Linked DNA regions of Gasterosteus aculeatus: region 2 is linked to region 1. The links are chromatin contacts, called in public Hi-C maps. All regions are on one chromosome and are shown on one strand. The core of a region is the stretch at or near the end of the contact, and the rest is flanking DNA. Distances in the headings are between cores, read along the strand shown. Region 1 holds the start of marcksa (myristoylated alanine-rich protein kinase C substrate a). Region 2 holds the start of tube1 (tubulin, epsilon 1).

Region 1 (3,570 bases), core at 611-3,110:
ACCAAACGCTTTCATATTTGAAGGAAGAGGACGCAGCTACGTTCCTGCTAACCTACAAATAATTGACTTAAGAAAATTTTTTTTTAACCTGAATTCTATGTAGTTTTTAACTGAGGGCTGCTGCTGGGTTTGCTTGCAGTGGCAGGACAACTGCACCTAAAAGGAAGCCGAAGTATCACAATTCAAACTTCAGGTTTTTTAGTTTTGGAGGCGCTTAATTTGGTATGCAGCACAGCACGCGCTTTAATATTGCAAATCAATTATGTTCATTTGATGTTGGGTAGCCAAAACCGTGATTATTCAATATATGGGATGTTCTTGAGCAGATTCAACAATGACTAGCGTCTGATTTGTGGCTTTCCTTTACATGGCAGTCACTAAAACTGCTGCTAATTTGGAAATGAAAGATCGATGTTGTGTGGCGTCAACTTAGCATGACAGAAACTGAAACAAGTGCTGTACTTCGCATTCCGGGTCAGGGCGGCCTCCGCGGGACTGTTTTGCATTTAAAAAGTCACAGATTGAAACTGCCGGGGCAGCCCACCTCAGTTTGTGCTGCGGAGGACATTTGACTCCGCCTGTGCTTGTGTGATAGATTTGCAATGCAAATGTGGGCCGAGGGACCTGTTTGTACGCCCTGCAACATTCCCCTGCGGGGCACATCACAGGTTTGAATGGGGGTACACGCCTATAACCTCCAGCAACTGTGCAACCTCCACCCGCATCCGCTCACAAGTGGGAGGTGTTTGTTCAACGAGAGAAAGTGGCTGAGATGATTTTTTGAACATTTTCGGATGTTATTTTTGTCTTGTCTCTGTTTCTGTCTGGTGACCACGTGGTAATGTAGGCTTTGACCAACACTCTCAGGTGAATGCTTTGAACAGCGATGTCACAGGCATTCTAATCTCTTTAAAAAAATAGTTTGTCAACAGGACAATTGTGGTGAGAACACATGCTGCACTCATGTCACACCAAAATAAATTATACATAGAAGCTCTGACTGTGATTAAGCACTATGCTCATATTTTAGAAACCAAATTACTTTGAAATGATTACAAAACACGCTAATTTATGATAACAAACCACAAAATTGGGTTTTTATTACCAAGGTTATCTGTGTTGCCAATATTTAACAATAACACAAACAACAGTTTCCTTGCGTATATCTCCAACCCAAGATCGGTCACATCCAAATTACTGTTTATTCTGTCCAATCGTCACGGTCTCGATCTTTTGGCTCGTGTCAAAGCTCGCCATCAGCTATGATCATGCAATACGTTGCATAATCATAGTTACGTAGGTCTAATCAGGTCTACTGCATTCTAAATCCGGTTTAATTATCCTCAAGTTTGATCTGGCTAATCTCAGGTCAAAAATTAGGAAACCAGGTCAGTTTGGGAATTTCAAAAAGATAGGACCTCCTCCAAAACCGTAGTTCTTACACCACATATATTAGCGTTCCCATTGTACGCAAATCATTAGTCTGGGATCTAGTTTGGGTGACAATACTACCAAAAATATGAAACTAGACCTTATTATATACATAGTCATTCAGGGGAACATTTTCATATAAAAGTCCCTGAAGCCGTGAACAAAAATAACTTTAATATTACATTTGTGTGGCTTGTGTGTAGCTTGCATTACCTATCATAGCGAAAACATATACCTACGTTTAAAACCTTCATATTTCAAAACGATGGTTGCCATTCAAAACCAAATGAATTATCTCGTGATTTGATAAAATATCGTTTCAGTTATTTGAAAAAAAAGCGATACTCTCTTGTTTGTTTGTGAGATTCATGATACCGACGTACCGTGAACGTAGCGCTACATCTATTGTTCACTCCCTTTCCACAAACCCCGCCCACGCTGCGCCGCACCGGCCGTGATTGGTTGAATCTGAGTGCCGTGCCGTCATCGCTTGGAGCGCCCATTCATCTCTTCACTTGGGCGTTGGACTGTGCATCTTAATAGCAACAAGGGAAATTTCTCCATTTTGCAGCCTGTCTGCAGCGACACGACCGACCGTGGATTTTATTGCTTGTCCCTAACCTATCAGCCTTTTCCTGCTCTCCGGAAAAATCCTCAGTGGCACTCAACTGGACTTTGATTTCACGTTTTCCCAAGTGAACTTTTTTTTCCTCTCTGTGCAGAGGGAGAAAGAGAGTGAAAGAGGGAAGACAGCAGCGAAGAGCTTTGCGTTGCAACAAAGAGGCTTGTGGGGTCTTTGTTCGTTTTTTGTGTGTGTGTGTGTGTGTGTGGGGGGATCGGTTGAGTTTCTTTGTTGGAGCTACAAGCATGGGAGCGCAATTGTCCAGGGCAGCCGTAAAGGCTGAAGCCGTGGCTGAAAAGCCCGGAGAGGCTGTTGCTTCCTCGCCCAACAAGACCAACGGACAGGTAAATTACATTTTATCATCCAGCTTCCATCGCATCCATCTGGGCGGGTGGTGGGGGAGGGAGGGGGGGCGGGGGTATTTGTCGGGCTGCGCTGTTAGGGTGCAAATCCGTGCGTAAATCATGGATATATTGAATGGAGATGCGCGGTTGAGGTTTAAATTATTTTAAAATTGTAGTCCCCGATCAACAGTTGAGCACCTGATATGTTTGTTGTTTCGTGAGAACCGAATAATTTGGAGAAAACCTGACAAAATAGTTTATTTATGACGATACAATTTCAGTTGTAAGGTTATTGATTGGTATTATGTGTTTAGATGTAGTTCCTGGACAAACGTGCAGTGCAATTATCATGAAAAGGAAGAGCTTCGAATGAAGTCGCCACAACTGAATAAAAGACGAGATGGGCAACAAAAGGGCCGTGAGCGCTCGGAGCGTCGCTCCTTTTGTTACAGATGCTCGACGAGAAAGTGGAGATGGCAGCCTGCTGTCGCGCCGGGAGACAGTGGTGCGCCCCGGAGGGGGAGGGGGGCTTGTGCTGTTTCTAATCGTTCCTTTCCTCCCCTCCTATAGTTTGGAAAAATAAACAATTAGAGACCCCATTTACCTTTTAAACAATTTTTCGTAAATGCACCTGAACTCCCCCTCCCTGATCCGCCGGACTAATGAGCGTCTGCTTTGCTCTGCGACCAGAAACCGACCCCCTCGTTGTTAATGAAAAAAAGAGGGATTTAGTTGTGTTTTTGGTTGGTTTTGATCTATCCGAATAAAGTCTTGAAAGTAGAACCCGAGTCCAGCATTTAGGCCTTCGGCTTTCGATGGTGCCTGCTGCCCCTAGTGTCCACCGGCGGCACTGCCCGGCTCTGGTTGAAACCCATAGCAGGCTCTCTGCATTCCATTAACAGCCACTGCTTTGCTCTCTTTAGGAAAACGGACATGTTAAGGTGAACGGGGACGCCGCGGCCGAGAACGGCAAGGAGGAGGTGCAGGCAAACGGCAGCGCCGCGGCAGAGGATAGCCCCAAGGAGGAGGACGCCCCTGCAGAGAAGGAGGCCACAGATGGGGAGAAAGTAGAGGCAGCATCGCCCGCCCCCGCCGAGGGAGAGGTGGCGAAGGTGGAGGAGGGCACCGCTGCCACCCCGTCCGCCAGCAACGAGACCCCCAAGAAGAAGAAGA
Region 2 (3,655 bases), core at 496-2,995, 190 kb before region 1:
GGCCTTCAGATGCTGGATCCTACCACCCACAGCACATGCTCCTCCATCGCTTTCTCTGGAAAAAGGAAACCTAATATAAAAGTGTAACATTTGGACCGCTGCACGGAGGCTAATGTCCCAAGTCATGTAGCCCTTGGTTGGTGAAAGCAGGTGTGATTACCTCGAGTCCACGTTTCGAAAAAAGCTACCGAGGGCCTCGTCATACAATCCTTTCTGAAAATGGGGGGGGGGGGGGGGGGTGTAAGATGTTAGGTCAAAAAGTCTGTTAGATGAATTTAGGGAACAACAGGTTAGTTTGTTTTTCACTTCACTTATTACTTATCTTTTGTCCGTATAAAAAACATACCGAGTATACGTGTTGATGCATGGTCTGGTATTGGTGACTGGTGTGTGCTAGGAGTTCAAAAGGGTGGTTTGTTGGAATGAAAGCTTCTAGCGCAATGTTTATATTAAAATACAAAAGGTGCACAGTAATACGTACATTAATACTTGCAAACTTAGACAAAAGTGCTTTCAATAGTCACAAATCTAGAAAAAAAACAATTTATCGATTGATGAATCAATTGTTGATATAATGTTATACAACTTCAGAAAACTGGCATCACTGGCAATTTCTCAGCAGCCAAGGAGAAATCTTCAAACGGCATTTTTTCACAGTTCAAAAGACAAATGTATTACATTTTTCTTTTACACAAATGTACTAATCTCCTAATAAGTACTTCTATTCTATGTATTCAACATTTGTCTTTGATAACAGACAATTCATCAGTCATAAAAATCGCTGGATTGAATAATTTATTGTCAATCATTATTGACAATAAAGTAAGTTAGTAACTGACTAAGATCCACACAATACATATCCATTCACCGCAACAGATATTTCAGATCCCTTATTCTAAAATCCCAATGACCACGTTAAAATTTCGAATGATGAATAATCAAGTTAAATAATGTTAATTGGTAATTACAAACTTCGTAGTCTTAATCCATACAATAAAAAATAAAATTAATATTGTGATGCATCACGACGGGTGACAGTATTTTTTATGATACACGAGAAAAGCACAGGTTTTGGCAACTGCGTGAATTTATTACTGCTCTATTATATTAAAGAATCCTTCATCATTGTTTAATGACATGTCAACATTTCTGTTCTGGATATATTTGTTATATATGGTTACTTAACTTAGCTTGTATGACGAGTGCCCTTACCGTATTGTACGAGTGTTTTACTTACCTTATTGACATGGGCGTGTTCTCGTAAAGCGAGGTCCCAAAACCTGCAGCCAACTTGGTTGCCACACTGGCCAACTGAAGAACATGAATTTAAACCGCAGTTAAGTTACCACATGTAAGGGGAAATGTTTCCGTCCGGTAAACCAACTCAGCAAGCTAAGAACGTGTTGCGAAGTTATGAGCGTTCAGCTAATATCGGGGCTACAGTGACGTTGGCTACGAGACAGCGACGGCTAAGCTAACCGTTAGCTCGCCCCTGGATGCCCAGGTCAGTTAACGTTACGTCCGTCCGGTGTGCTGCAGTCAGGTTTTAACTCACCTTGTACAACAACTGACTGCGTCATGGCAGTGGCAACACACGGCCCCCTCGTAACGACGGGTTAAGGCACACTTCAAACATGTGTCAATAACATTAGGTGAGGACATTTGAACGCGTCTTGTCTCGCGCCTCCACTGTGTATGGTCGAGGACTGATGACGTCTTACCGGGTAGGCTGCAGTTTACAGTTCATATGCATTAATCATATCTCTCATCTCTTTAGCTCATGCATTTTTACACAATGAATATGTATTATTACAAATGAATTGAGACCATCTCCTCCACAGGATTCTAAGTATGCATCTAAGTTATACAACATTAGGAGCAGGCTCTTTTGAAACCAGCACACAATGTAAAGTAGAATTGTAACAATGCTAAACCTTACTTGGGGAAATTCATATGTTGCTACAGTCATAGGATGACTCACATTGAAGAATGGATACCTATTTCTGAATAGTTAATTAACCAGCAATATGACATTGGTGCGCTGTGAAATTGTGTTATATAGTGTAATATAGTGCTCAATACATAATGGAATGAGGACAATTTTACATGTAAACTTTGAATGAAAAAGTCAGAATGTAGGGGAGAAATCCATTCCACCGATCTTTCAAAGAACTCCCCCTGAGAAACAATACCAAAAACTGTTGTTATATTGAAGATAGGGTTTTAATATCTGAATTTTAGGACAAGGCAAGTGTATTTGTACAGCACATTTCAACAACAACTGTGGATGGTGGTTCTATCTGATGGTGGTTGCCCCTGCAGTGGTCCTGCCGTGCGCCTGGCTAACTACTCACAATTACTTGAATCATTTATGTCATAGGAATTGCATGTATTATACATTCTGTACACATGGCATCCATTGTAGTCTGTCCATCCCGGGAGTGGGATCCCTCCTCTGACGTTCTCCCTAAGGTTATTTTCCCTCTTGGAAGTGTTTTTCTTAAGTTTTTGGGGAGTTTTTCCTGTGCGTATGTGTACAGACTGTAAAGCCCTCTGAGGCAAATTTTTAATTTGCGATTTTGGACTATACAAAATAAAATGAATTGAATTGAATTGAATTGAATTGAACAACAAGGCAATTCAAAATGCTTCACATAAAACCATTCAAACATAAGGTGAAAAAATAATAATTTAAAACCAATTTAGAATAGAATAAACGCTAATGAAATAAACAGTAAAAAGCATCCACTTCATCCTTTGTACACCTACAAGGTGCGCACACCTATTATATTGATTTAGTTGCGATACCGTGTACTGCCACAAGATGACAGTCAGGTGTAACTAATAACTCATACATGTCCAATTCACTTGTAAAGACGAGTCTTTTGAAAACAAATCTAGAGTCCAAACAACTTTTTCTTTTATGAATAGAGAGTATTTCTGCTTAAGAGAGATTTAAAATTGGGCAACCTTGTTTTATGCCTTTGTTGATTGGAAATCAAACCAAAGCACCGCCTAACATAATTGAGTTATTTGCATTTGTAAACCCATTGAACAACGTTCCTAAAATTCTCTCCAAAACTACAAAGTTCTGATGCCTGGAAATTGGAGTGACCTCTCCTTGAAGTAGATTTTAAGAATACAAACAGAGCTATTCCGTGGTTGGCTTGGTCTAAGGTTGTCATTGCAAATATTGTTTTACAAATAAGACTATAGAAGTTTCCTTAGTATTTTTGAAAAATGGCCCTTTTAAGTTTTACCCTGCAAAGCCTTTTCTCAAGAAATTTCAGTGTAATTTCTATTTACATTATAACTTGCACACAGCTCACCAGTGAGCTGGTTCCCATATTTTCTGGCATTGTCAGTGGATAAACTAAAAGAAAAGTAATTGAAAGAAGCTTAAAAATGTATGATTATTTGGATTCTTAACCTCTGACGGAAAAGTTGGTAAAGGGCATGTATTATAAATCTATTGATTATTCATCTAGTAGTAGTATTTTTAACAAATAGTCTGAACTGTACATAAAACAAGATTCAAACAAACATAAAGGAGGTGAAAACGTCCCCCGTTTTGGGTGTAATGTTTCCAATGATAACGCCTTATATGGATGTAAAGTATATTTTTATTCAGCAGAAATCAAACGGTACAACATTT

The links. A called contact is a pair of places that touch in the nucleus more often than the background predicts.
Region 2: a Hi-C map of skeletal muscle shows a contact between it and region 1, with 5 times the contacts expected there. The contact joins the promoter of tube1 here to the promoter of marcksa in region 1. A contact is called at or near these places in 4 of 6 Hi-C or Micro-C datasets (skeletal muscle, tail fin and whole body).

What each region holds. Positions count from the first base shown.
Region 1 is chr18:4,328,898-4,332,467 of fGasAcu3.hap1.1, reverse strand. marcksa (myristoylated alanine-rich protein kinase C substrate a) reads left to right here and starts at 1,860. Exons shown (of 2, transcript XM_040160425.2): 1 at 1,860-2,397; 2 at 3,321-3,570. The coding sequence starts at 2,299.
Region 2 is chr18:4,514,532-4,518,186 of fGasAcu3.hap1.1, reverse strand. It overlaps tube1 (tubulin, epsilon 1), which reads right to left and starts at 1,745. Exons shown (of 13, transcript XM_078094008.1): 1 at 1,556-1,745; 2 at 1,238-1,311; 3 at 161-213; 4 at 1-55. The coding sequence starts at 1,580. It overlaps lama4 (laminin, alpha 4), which reads right to left. Exons shown (of 40, transcript XM_040160315.2): 40 at 3,606-3,655.